Regions from separate parts of the Oryctolagus cuniculus genome. Here region 2 is linked to region 1. A link is a contact called in public Micro-C data. All regions are on one chromosome and are shown on one strand. Each heading gives the region's core, a stretch centred on a gene start, on an enhancer-like site or on the middle of the called end of the contact. The rest is flanking DNA. Distances are from core to core; before and after follow the strand shown. Region 1 has its middle 56 kb from the start of PCDH1. Region 2 holds the start of PCDH1 (protocadherin 1).

The links. A called contact is a pair of places that touch in the nucleus more often than the background predicts.
Region 2: a Micro-C map of ear pinna shows a contact between it and region 1, with 4 times the contacts expected there. The contact joins the promoter of PCDH1 here to the enhancer-like site in region 1. A contact is called at or near these places in 2 of 6 Hi-C or Micro-C datasets (ear pinna and an unstated tissue).

Annotation. Positions count from the first base shown.
Region 1 is chr6:29,384,626-29,390,346 of mOryCun1.1, reverse strand. No RefSeq gene overlaps it. Among named protein-coding and RNA genes, the nearest start is that of PCDH1, 56 kb to the left of the region's middle. Within about 2 kb of position 2,561, at least 3 of the 8 cell types and tissues checked have an H3K27ac peak or open chromatin away from gene starts, as enhancers often do. A contact at or near this core is called in ear pinna, where this site is marked.
Region 2 is chr6:29,440,437-29,446,058 of mOryCun1.1, reverse strand. PCDH1 (protocadherin 1) reads left to right here and starts at 2,939. Exons shown (of 5, transcript XM_051844364.2): 1 at 2,939-3,175. The coding sequence starts at 2,941.

The DNA.
Region 1 (5,721 bases), core at 1,312-3,811:
CCCCCCCCCCCCCCCCTTATCCTTTCATGAAGACCTATTTGGGAACTGGAGAAAGACACACCCAGGGCTGGGAATCTGTCCCAGGGTGGATGGCATCCTAAAGGCCACAGGGAAGGAAAAGTCAGCCTAGCTGTTTTTAGGTTGGTTTTTTTTTTTTCTTCTTCAAATCTCCAAGGACCTCAGGCTACCAGAGATTTCTTAAAACATTTATTTCATTTATTTGAAAGGCAGAATGACAAAGAGGGAGAAACAGAAAGATCGTCCATCCACTGGTTCACCCCCAAAATGGCCACAACAGCTGGTGCCGGGCCAGGCCAAAGCCAGGAGGCTCAGAACCCTGTCCAGGTCTCCCACATAGGTGGCAGGGGCCCAAGCACTTGAGCCATCACCTACCACCTCCCAGGATGCGATAGCACAGAGCTTCTAGGGAAGTGGAGGTGCCAAGACTCGAACCATGCACTGTGATGTGGGATGCCGGCCTCATAAGCGACGGCTTAACCTGCTGCGCCACAACACGAGCCCCTGCCAGAGGCCTTAAAACATAGGCCACTGACAGCATTGCCTACCAGCTTTTGCTCAGACTGTGTGCTCTTCCTAGAATGGACTTTCCTGCCTGCCAATTCAGGTCCTACCTTCACTTCAAGGCAAAGCTATAACCACCATTGTGGGTAAGAACAGCGTCGCTCGAGCCTCCACTGGAGTTTGAAAATTCACTCTGCCACCTAATAGCTGCGGGAGATTTGAGCGAGTTGCTTACTTCTCCCCAAGCCTTAGTCTCCCCGTCCGTAAACGGAACAGCAAGCAGTCACACACAGAGACACACGTACACACATAGACACACACAGGCTTAGAGTAAGGGTTAGCTGAGCACAGGACAGGTTCTGTCACTGTGGTTGTCATTGTAAATAATACTCCAGCAAGCTAACCCAGAGCTCCTCAACTGGGAACTAACCATGCCCCATCCCCCAGCATGTTCTCTGGGACCACAGATTCTACCTCTGAGTTTCTACTTCACTCGTTTCTCACAATCTGCCCTGAATCAGCATTATGTGCAGTCTGGCAGCCCTAGCTGTTTTTGCACCAAGTAGGTACTCAGTAAATCAGTAAAGCTGTGTTTTAAAAACTGCCCAGCTAGTCAAATTCCCAAGCCCTGTAAGAGTTCACTAAATTCTGATCTCTGTGTTCTCGCCCCTGTATCATGCCTGTTCCAGCCGCTCCCAGTGGAGAACAGTGCGGGGTGGGCTGCTCATGGAGGCAGGAAGAGCTGCAGCCTGAGAGGGGCGCTGCCTCCGGGTCCCCGGCATCAGTTTCTTTCCAGTGCCCCTCGGGTGGGTCACTTAGAATTCCAGCCTCATCTCTGATTAACCAACAGCTGACCTAGGACGAGGCTGACCGTCCAGGCCCTCATCCAGCCAGAAGGGGCGGATTATTAATTAGCCACATTGTGCAATGGACTGTGCTGGCCATGACTTTGGAATGGCCAAGAGGCCCCTGGAGAGGCGGCTGGCATAGGTGAGGGAGGTCTGTGGGGGACCATGGGCACCCACGCAGTCGCCCATGCATATCTAGACATTTACACTTGTGGGTTTACGGGTAAACATGGTCCTTGTACCTTGGGAGTACATTCCTCAATCCGTGCATTTGTTCATTTGTTATTTCCTGAAGCCCTACTGTGTGCTAACACTGTGCAAGGTGCTATGCTGGGGTAGTCACGAAGACTGACAGCATTCCTGCCCATTCTGAGCCTATTTTATTGTGAGGGGAGAGACTGACATTAAGAAGGCAAATAAATAAATAATTTCAGATTGTGAAAATACTATTTTTAAAAAGGATATATTTATTTATTTATTTAAAAGGCAGCGTTACAGAGAGAGAGAGAAAGAGAAATCTTCCAGTCACCGGTTCACTCTCCAAATGGCCACAATGGCTGAAGCTGTGCTGTTCCAAAGCCAGGAGCCAGGAGCTTCCTCCAGGTCTCCCACATAGGTGCAGGGGACCAAGTATTTGTAATTTTAAAATTTTTATTTGTCCATTTTTATTCGAAAGGCAGATAGAGATGGACAGACACATAGAGATCTTCCATCTGCTGGTTCACTCCCCAAATGCCTGCAACAGCCAGGGCGGGGCCAGGCCAAAGCCAAGAACCAGGAGCCAGGAACTCAATCCAGTTTCCCCACGGGGGTGGAACGGACCCGGCTACTTGAGCCACCACCTCCTGCCTCCCGGGGTGTGCATCAGCAGGAAGGTAGAATTGAAAGCAGAGCCAGGACTTGAACCTAGGTACTCTGACTTGTGATAAAGGCCTCCCAGCTGCTGTGCCAAATGCCAGCCTCTCACTTGTGTCTTTCATTGCGCTTAGAATCATATCAAACACCTCCCTGAGGCACATCCTCCTTCCCCATGTTCTGCTGGCCTCTAACCCCACTAGCCTTCCCAATTCCTTGAATAAGATAAGCTCTCTTCTGCCACAGGGCCTTTGCACAGTCTGTCCCCACCATCTTTTCTCTAGTTCAAGCCCATTTCCTTCAGCGTTCAGGAAGCCTAGGGTAAGGGAGCTCTACCTTCTGCAGATCAGGCTCCTCTGTCAGAAGCGCTTACATTACCGATCCTGTAGTCCAACCCCTTATCTCACTCGGTAATTATGCATTTTCAACTTCATCTAATATCAATATCTGACTTCCCCACCAGAATTACAAACCCCAGAAAGCTTCTCTGTACCCCGGCTCCGAGCACAGTGCCTGGTACTAGCCTGGTGCCTGCTTGTAGATGCTGGGGTGCGTTTCAGGCACCAACACTGAGCACCCCAGGGCACACTGGCGACGACGCAGAGAAAGGAAATAGCTCGGGGTCTGGAGGAGGAAGGCCTCGAGGGTAAACAATGGTGGCCTTTAAGTTCCTGGAGCCAGGCTCCGGCCAGGTGAAGAGCCTGGCTGGAGGGGCGGGGGTGGGGCTCCGCGGAAGGAAGCGACACAGATGCCTAGGAGGGTCCTGCCCTCGGAGGGCTCCGTAAGCAAACAGGAGGGCAGAGGGCAGGGCCCTGGGGGCCTCCCGGCCCCTCCCCCCCCCCGAGCCAGGTCGCCTTCTCTGCTGGGCAAGGTGGCGCTGAGTGGCGCGGGGCAGCGGGTTTCCAGCTTCGCCCTGGAGCCGGCTCCTCCTCGGCCTCGGCCCCGCTGCCTACTTCCGGAGGGAACGGGAAGGCGGGGAGGGCGGGCCGGGTGGGGGAGGCTCTTCCGCCCGCCCTAAGTGGCTCCCCAGCTGGGGCAGCGGTGCGTATTTTAAGTGGAGTTTACAGACAATGGATCTCTCTAGGGCTCGGAGGGGAAGGAAGCTGAAATTCAGGACCATTCTGTGAATTCCCGAGTTCTTTGTGTCCATTGTGTGCGGAACAATGCTGTTTGTTCTGCTCGGTTCGCTCCAGGTGGGGGGCGATGGTTGGGCCTCAGCGTTCTCCGAGGGGCGGGCTGCTGGAGCAGAGGGTTGGGGGAGACCCTTTCAAGGAAGGCTGGAAGGTGGAGGAGGGGGGGCACCTCGAGGGAGGTGGGGGACCTGCCAGGCAGCTCCTCTCTCCTCCCGCCATTCCCCAGGGTGCTTAACTTTGGAGGCTGGGGACCTGCACTTGTCCAAAGGCTGCAGACCACGGGAAGGGGGCGGGGCGTAGTGGAGCTGCTGTTCACCGAGTAACCTTGGAAAAGTCACTTCCTCCTTGAGGCTTCCCCTTCTTGCTCTGTTGCCACAGGGGCAGGGCTGGCTAGAGATGGACTGTCATGACCCTGCCCAGCCAGACTTTCCCTGGACCCAGCTGGGTTCCCCTCCAGGTCGGAAAGCCCAGCCCCTCCCTGACTCTCACCCAGTGGCCCTGCGGGAGGAACCCCGGTTGTGTTAAGGCATACCCAGCATCTGGTATGACTGCCTTAGCCCAAGGTGTCCTTGCCTGTCCTTTATCAAACCAGAGAGTGGTGCAGCCAGCCCGACGAGGTTCTAATCACAAGCCTCAAGCGGTCATTTCCTTCTCCAACAGATAAAGCCGTGCTGGGCAGCAGTGGCTGCAGGAGCTTGTGTAGGGGCAGACGGTGGCTACCACTTAGGTGACCCTCAGCCCCACTGAAGCCCAGCTGGCCATCATAAATTCCTTGACGTCTGAGGAAGCGCACGAGCACCACTGACCGCCAGGAACTGGGCACGAGTCGATCACTCACCTCTCAGCTCCAGTTTCAACCCACAATAACCTTCACCCCTAATCCTCGGGGGTTCCGGGAATGAAGCAATAGCTGCCCCGCTCCGTGCTCTGAGCTTTGCCCCAGATGTCCATTCGCTTCCCCCACCCCAAGGTCAGTGGCCGACTTCCTTGTTCTGCAACAATCTGCCCTCACTGATGAGCGTATCCCCGCCTTTTGGGGGTTCCACGTTTGGTGGACCCCGTGCCTACATTATCTTGCACGGCCTGTATTAAAAGCCCTGCTCTGAGGCCAGCGTAGTGGCGTGGCAGGTTAAGCCTCTGCTTGAGACACCAGCATCCCATGTGGACACCGGTTCTAGTCCCAGCTGCTGCATCTCCAGTCCAGCTCCCTGCTAATACACCTGGGAAAGCAGCGCAAGATGGCCCAAGTGCTTAGGCCTCTGCACCCATGAGGGAGACCCAGATTATGCTCCAGGCTCCTGGCTTCAACCTGGCCTGTCCTGATCGCTGTGGCCGTTTGGGAAGTGAACAAACAGAAGGAAGGTCTCTTTCCCTCTCTGTAACTCTGCCTTTCAAATAAAGCCCTGGTCTCCCACTTGACCGTCTCTGAGCCTCCATTCCTCCTCTGTGGAACAGACATGACAATGGCGACATCCACCTCGCCGGGCTGGTGGCTGGCGCCTCAAGCACAGTGCCGGCAGAGAGGCAGTGCTCACACACGTTGCTCCTGTGCGTGGCTTGAATCACTGTCTCCACTTTTCAGGTCTGGAAATCAAGGCTCACAGATGGTAAGTGGCACATGGCAAGGAAATTGTGGCCTTCGGATTCACAGCCAGGTTGACTGATGCCGAAGCCGAGCTGCTGACCAGTGTCCAGGCCCTTCTGCAGAGATGGGCCTGTGGCTGGCTCGGAGAGGCCCCTCCAGACTTTCAGGCACCTGCCAAGTGCCGTCAGCCAAGTTTCCCTCTCTCAGCCAGAGGAGTGGTGTTGTTTGACCAGGGCTGGGGGCTGAAACTTCAAGCCTTTCCCACAGTCCCACTATAAACTGGAGTCCCCTCACTCTCTCCAAACGTCTCTGCAAGGTCACGGTTTTGCCGGAGGGGTACCAGGGTCAGGGTCAGTTGCAGCCTCACTGTTCCTGGCCTGAGTTCCAGGGGCACACCATTGCATCAGGCTTCTGGGCTATAGCTTGGCTGGAGCTGGAGGCCAGACCTGGGCCTGGAGGCTGAGACTTGGCTGTGTTGTGCTTGGAGCCTGTCTGGGCCTTGGATCAGCACAGAGATGGAGCAGGAGAGGTACAGAGCTGGGGACCAGAGGAGCCACAGGCTGGAGGAGGGGGCACGGAGCCATGGTTTCTCCCCATCCCTATCCTACCCCTCTAGCCACCCTAGCCAGGGTCCACTCCCATCTTTGTGTCCTTTTCTGTCTCTGGTTCATGGTTTTCCCACTGAATGTGGGGAAAGGGAAAGAAAGCGATGGGGAGTGGGCGCCAGGGAGGGGGTGTCCACTTTGTCCAGAGGAGGCAGTCCTTGCTTTAAGAATGC
Region 2 (5,622 bases), core at 1,690-4,189, 55 kb before region 1:
CTCCCCAGAGCAACAGCCCCCGCCCAGGCTGGAGCTCCTGGCATCTCCCAGACCCTAAGGCAGGACTTAGTCACCTTCCCCCATCCAGCCAGTCACAGACCCAGCAATAGCCACTTGGGAGCCATCCGAAGCACAACTGTGCCTCAGCTCCTACAGCAGGTCAGCTCCCATCTCAGGCAGCATCCTGCCTCCCCAAACACCATCCCAGGCAACAGCTTCCCATCTCCTAGACAACAGAGGCTCAGCTACAGCTCCCACACAACAGTGGTCCAGTTCTGTTACCAGCAAATGGCCTCCCAGCTATACTCCAGCTTCAAAGCTGTAGCTGCAGGCGAAACAGCATCCCAGCCAGAGTCCTGCACATAATAACAGCCCAGCCACAATCCTGGGCAACAGCATCTTAGCTACAGCCAATCCCTAGTATGCTGTCATCACAGCTAGAGCTTCAGGACCAATAGCATCCCAGCTACAGCCCTGTACACAACCGCAGCTCTGCTCTTATCCCAGGTAACAGCCTGCCTCCCAGGTACAGGCTCCTATCAACAGCCTCTCCTCTCCTACAGCATAGGCAGCGGATAAAGCTACAGCCGACCTACGTCATATTAACAGGGAACAAACGGCTTTTTTAGCTATAGTCAATCTCAGGTGTGCCAGCTTCATATCTAGTGCTTCGGGTCCAACAGCATTTCAGTTCTCTTCCTTGACACACACACACACACACACACACAGTGCGGGGGGAGAACACTTGGCAACAGCCCCTCAAGTAATGTGATTGTCTGGCTATAGCTTAGGCACACCAGCATTAAACCAAATCCTGCTACCACCAGCGGCAACTGTCTTTCTGCTACAGTTCCAGACCCTACAACCTCCTGCTCCTCTTAGCTGCTGCCCCTCCCAGGGACACACATCACACAGTGCACAACCACTCCCACACCTAGCATCACCCAGACTCCAGTCCCTGGTCAGTCTCAGCTGGAACCTTGCTCAGGCTTGTCCACCAGGTCCTCTTCCCAGTCTGGCACCGGCCAGGAGACTGGCTTCTCTCCCCTTCAGATGCCTCTTCATCGCTCCCCAGCCATCCTCTCCCCCGTCCCTGCCCTGTTGCCTGCCTTTCATGCTGGGAACACAGGCTCCAGTCCCGTGTCTACCTTGCCCTGGGCTGAGGTCCCCACAGAGCCCAGCCTGGCTGCTGGGCGAGGTGAGAAAGCCCACCCTGGTGTTGCCGCCCCAGCCCCGTGCTGCTCCGGCCACTTGGTGCAGGATTTGGGTTTGATGGTTGTGGAGCGGGGAGGATGGAGGAGAACATCTGGGAGATTAGCATTTCCTGCCCGGCTCTGCGGCTGCCGATCCTGCTCAGCCCTCAGCCCTGAACACGGGAGGAGAACAGAGGAGTCTTTGAGTGGCTCCCAGCAAGCAGACCGGGGAGGGTTGGCTGCAGTGGGCAGCAGGCGCATGCTGGGGGCAGGGAGGCTGGGGCAGCTCTTCCATGGAAGATTTCTTCTCTCTGGGCCACTGATTCCTTCTTTCGGAACTATGCTCAGTGATGGGGAAAAGTGTGAGCTTTGCAAGGGACAGGGAGAAACCACCTACAGGACAGACCCTCCTTGTACCATCTCCCATTTGGAGTCCCCCACCTGGGATCCTGGAGCTGAGCGGGGGTGGGGGGCAGGGACTAGGGCAGAGGGGGAGCCCAGCTGAGGGAGGCTGCTCTGGGGGAAACAGGGGGCAGCCCCTGCTTGCCCTCTTAGCTGGCCAGAAAGCCCACCCTTACCGTAGAAGGCGTCCCACAGATGGAAGCCAGTGCAGGTGAGAGGTGGAGGCAGAAGAAACAGATGACAGCCCAGAGGTAGGAATGGGGGTACTGGGGGTGGGGGTGGGGAAAAATGGACCAGGATCAGAGGCTGCAGCAAATAGACGCTCAGACACCAGTCAACCCATGACAAAGGTCTTTACACCCAGCGGCCAGGCCTTGCCAAGCACCGCCTTTTTCATTCTGACCTGGAGCACTGGGCCCCTGCGCCGGGCGGGAGGTCCTCTTGAACCCGGGCTCCGTGGGGTCCTGGGTTGGGGGGGTGGGGGGGGCACCAAACCCTGGCGCAAGAAAGGGAGTGCCCTAGACGCTCGGCGGCCTCTAGATGGCGCCAGAGAGCCGGCGCTGAGCGGGAGACACCGAGTATTCGAGTGTGAGGCTCTGCGTGTGCCTCCGAGTGTGACTCGGTGAGTGTGACAGGGAGCGTGTGGCACTGCGAAGGCGGGTGACACAGGCCGTGACACTGCGGGGTCTCGCGGGGTAGGGACCCGCTCCGCTGTGTCGCCGGCCGAGCGTGAGGCCGCGCGCGTCTCCACCCCCGAGCAGGTGGCTGGGGGCCCTGACGGAGCCTGCGCCCAGGGGTCGCCCCACACTCATCCCCGTTTGCCTCCCTCACCCTCACTTTGGGGCCCCGGGGGGGTCCACCGTCTGCCCCTCTCACAGTCCCCTCCGGGCCCCACCTCCGGCTCTCTGCGGCCGATGAGGCTGACCGCTCTGCGGCTCCGGCCGGGGGAGGGGCGGACTTCCCCGGGCGCCGCGGGCTCTGCGGGGGTCTGGGCGGGAAGTGACTCTGGAGGCGCAGGTGCCCAGGGGGGAAGGCACCAGCGGAGACGCTTGGCGGCGTCGCCTTCCCGGGGGCAGAGTGGGGACAGGTGCCTGAGTGGGGTGAGGAGGGGACCTCGGAGGGGTCCCGGACGCAGCTCCGCCGGGGTCAGCGTCAGCGCGCAGAGCGAGGAGGGGGACGGCCGACGAGATGGCGCGGGGCGGGGGGCGTCCCAGCTAGGGGAAGAGGGGCTCGGGGTCCCCTCCCGACGGGACCCGAGCTCCACCCCCCGGCCGCAGGGGGGCGGGGAGGCGAGCGGGAGGCGGGCGGGCCGGGAGGGAGGGGGAGGCAGGGGGCGGGCCGGGCCATGCGCTCCGCTCGCGCTGGCTCCGCCGCCGCTGCCGCCGCTGCCGCCGCCTCACACACTCGGGGAGCGGGAGCGCGGCGCGGACGCCAAGCCGCCGGGCTGCTGCGCCGGGAGCCAGCCCGAGCCGGAGCCCGAACCGCAGCGCCAGCCCCAGCCGTGCCGAGCCGTAGCCCGGGCCGGGGCCGGCGGCCGCTCATGGACAGCGGGGCCGGCGGCCGGTGCTGCCCCGAGGCGGGTAAGGATCTGGCGGCGGTGGAGGCGGCAGCGGCTCTGGGGCCCGGAGCGCGCCATGGCCGGCGGGAGCTGAGGGAGGGGCGCTCAGCGGAGCGAGGCCGCGGGGGCCGGGTCCGTGCTCCGCGCGCGGGGACTAAGGTGGGGGTGGCCGGGAGCACCGAGAGGGGGTTGCTGCCGGGCAACGTGGCCTCCAGGGTTCACGGCTAGAAACCGAGAGAGGGGAGGGGGTCCTGAGCCGGCCCCCGGCCCCAGTACCCCGCATCCGGGCGCGCTTGGGGCGGCAGGGATAAGGAGACTCCAGGCGCGCGCCGGGGGAGGATGGTTTCGGGGAAGCTCGCGGCCCCCAGTGTGGTGGGGAGCTCCGGTGGACCGGAGCCGGCAAGGGACCCTTGTCCACAACACACGCGCGCGCGCGCACACACACACACATGCACACACACTTGTTGGGCGACCAGCTCGGCTCACTCCGGCGCCTCCCGCTCCCCGCGGGTACCCAGGGCCATACCGCCGACATGTCTACACCCATACATACATCGGCACATGTGTGCGCTGACATACCTCCCGCACACCAGCGCCGGCTGGGCCACCGTTAACAGCTCAGAATGCGCTTCGGCGTCTGCACGACCAGCAGCACGGACACACGACCGGTGTGACACAAACACAGCCGTGGGCCCTCAGCTCACATACGGGTGTCAAGGCCAGTTTGTCAGATGCACACTCAAAACCCGGCCCCCGCACACATTCCTGTAGGGAACCCACCCTAACGTAGATCCTGTGACCCACGCCTTGGCCAGAACGCAGGTGTGTGGGGCAGGTCTGGATGGCACCCAGCCCGGGGTCTCGGCACGCTTCCCCAGCAGCCAACGGCGCCCACGGCAGCGCCTCGCGGCCACACACACATCACCCACGGCTTCGCACATCCTCCGCGCTGGTGTCACACACCTGACACCGCTGGTGTCACATTACACCCCGCAGCGCAGCCGCGCCGGCGCTCGGCCCTGGCCCCTCTCCCTCGGAGGCCAGATTCTGGGGAGCCATCGGGGTCCGCGGCGAGCCCCCAGCGCGCAGCCGCCTCAATCGCGACATTGTTATTGTAAATGTCCGCACGACGGGAGCCTCGGGGCCGGCCGGACCGGCTTCCTGGCCGGCGCCTCCCCACCCCCACTCCGGGGCCGCACCGGCTGGGTGTTCCGGGAACGAGCCGGACTTGGCAGGCCGCGCCGTGCCTCCGCCCGGGGCTCTGGGGACCTCGGTCCTCTTGCAGAGGGTGCAGACCTGGGGCGGTGTTTGCGGCCCTCTTAGGTCGGTTTAGCTGAATTCTCCAAGCCACCGGGGTTGCCAGCACACCTGGGTGGCCTCACACCTGGGCGGCTCCTACCGTCAGGGCCCCGCTGCGGGCCAGCCGTGGGAGCAGGCAAGGCCCTGAGCCCGAAGCGAGATCACGGCAGGCGCGGAACGGAAGGGCGAGCTGGACTCGCGCCCCTTCCCCCGCTGCCCTCCCCAGCTCAGACTTCTGGCCTCGATTTCCTCAGCAGGGGTCGGCGACTCGTCCTTCCGGCGGGAAAGATCTCGGCCGACGCTGAGGCCTTTGAGGACCGAGCGCAGGGGCAAAGACCCCCTTCCCGCCCCGCTGCGCGTGGGTCGGGCTTACGCCAGTGTCCCCGCCCGGTCCGGCTCCCTCCCAGCCCCCTGCCGGCGCCCGCGGCTCATCTCGGCTCTGCCGGCGCCAGTTTGCGGGAGACCAGAGGCCGGAGATGGCGAGGAGGGATTCCCCGCGGCGGCCCAGGGGCGGGGGACACTCGCTGCCGGCCAGCTCGGGCGCTCTCGCGCCGCGCTGCGCTCTGGTCTCGGCTCGCCTCGGGCTCCCGTGGCCGGGCGCCGGCAGTGTGGGGGTGGGGCCGCCGGAACCCGAGGAACCGCACGGTCCCCGCACCCCACCCCACGCCGCACTCGCTCGGCTGCCTCTGGGAGGAGACGCTCCGCGCGCTGGGTGTGTGCTGGGAGCGCCCGCCGACCAGGGCGGTGCGGACGGGGCTGCCCAGGCGGGTAGAACCGGCGACCTGATGCCGGAAGACGCAGGCTGTCTTCCAGCACCTGCTCTGGGTCAGTCCCCGGGTGCCGCCGGCAAAGGGGCCGCCCAGGTGTTTTTGACAACCCAGAAGGGTGGAGGTGGGGGGAGGGGGCAACTCCCTGGACGCTGGGGTCTGAAGTTGAAACCTGGGGCTACAACAGGACGCGCAGCGCCAGGGCGAGGGTGGAGAAGCGATCTCCGGAGATGGCCAGCGGCGGGGGGTGGTAGGGGAGCAGGTTGGGTTGTTAATTTCTGGCCGCCTTTCCTTTTTCTCCCTTCCCCCACGTACCCCCGGGCCTCAGTTCCAGAAGGGACTTCAGATGCAAAGGGGTATCTGGGTCCGGCGGCCTCCAGGCGGAGGGGCGGGCAGGCTGGAG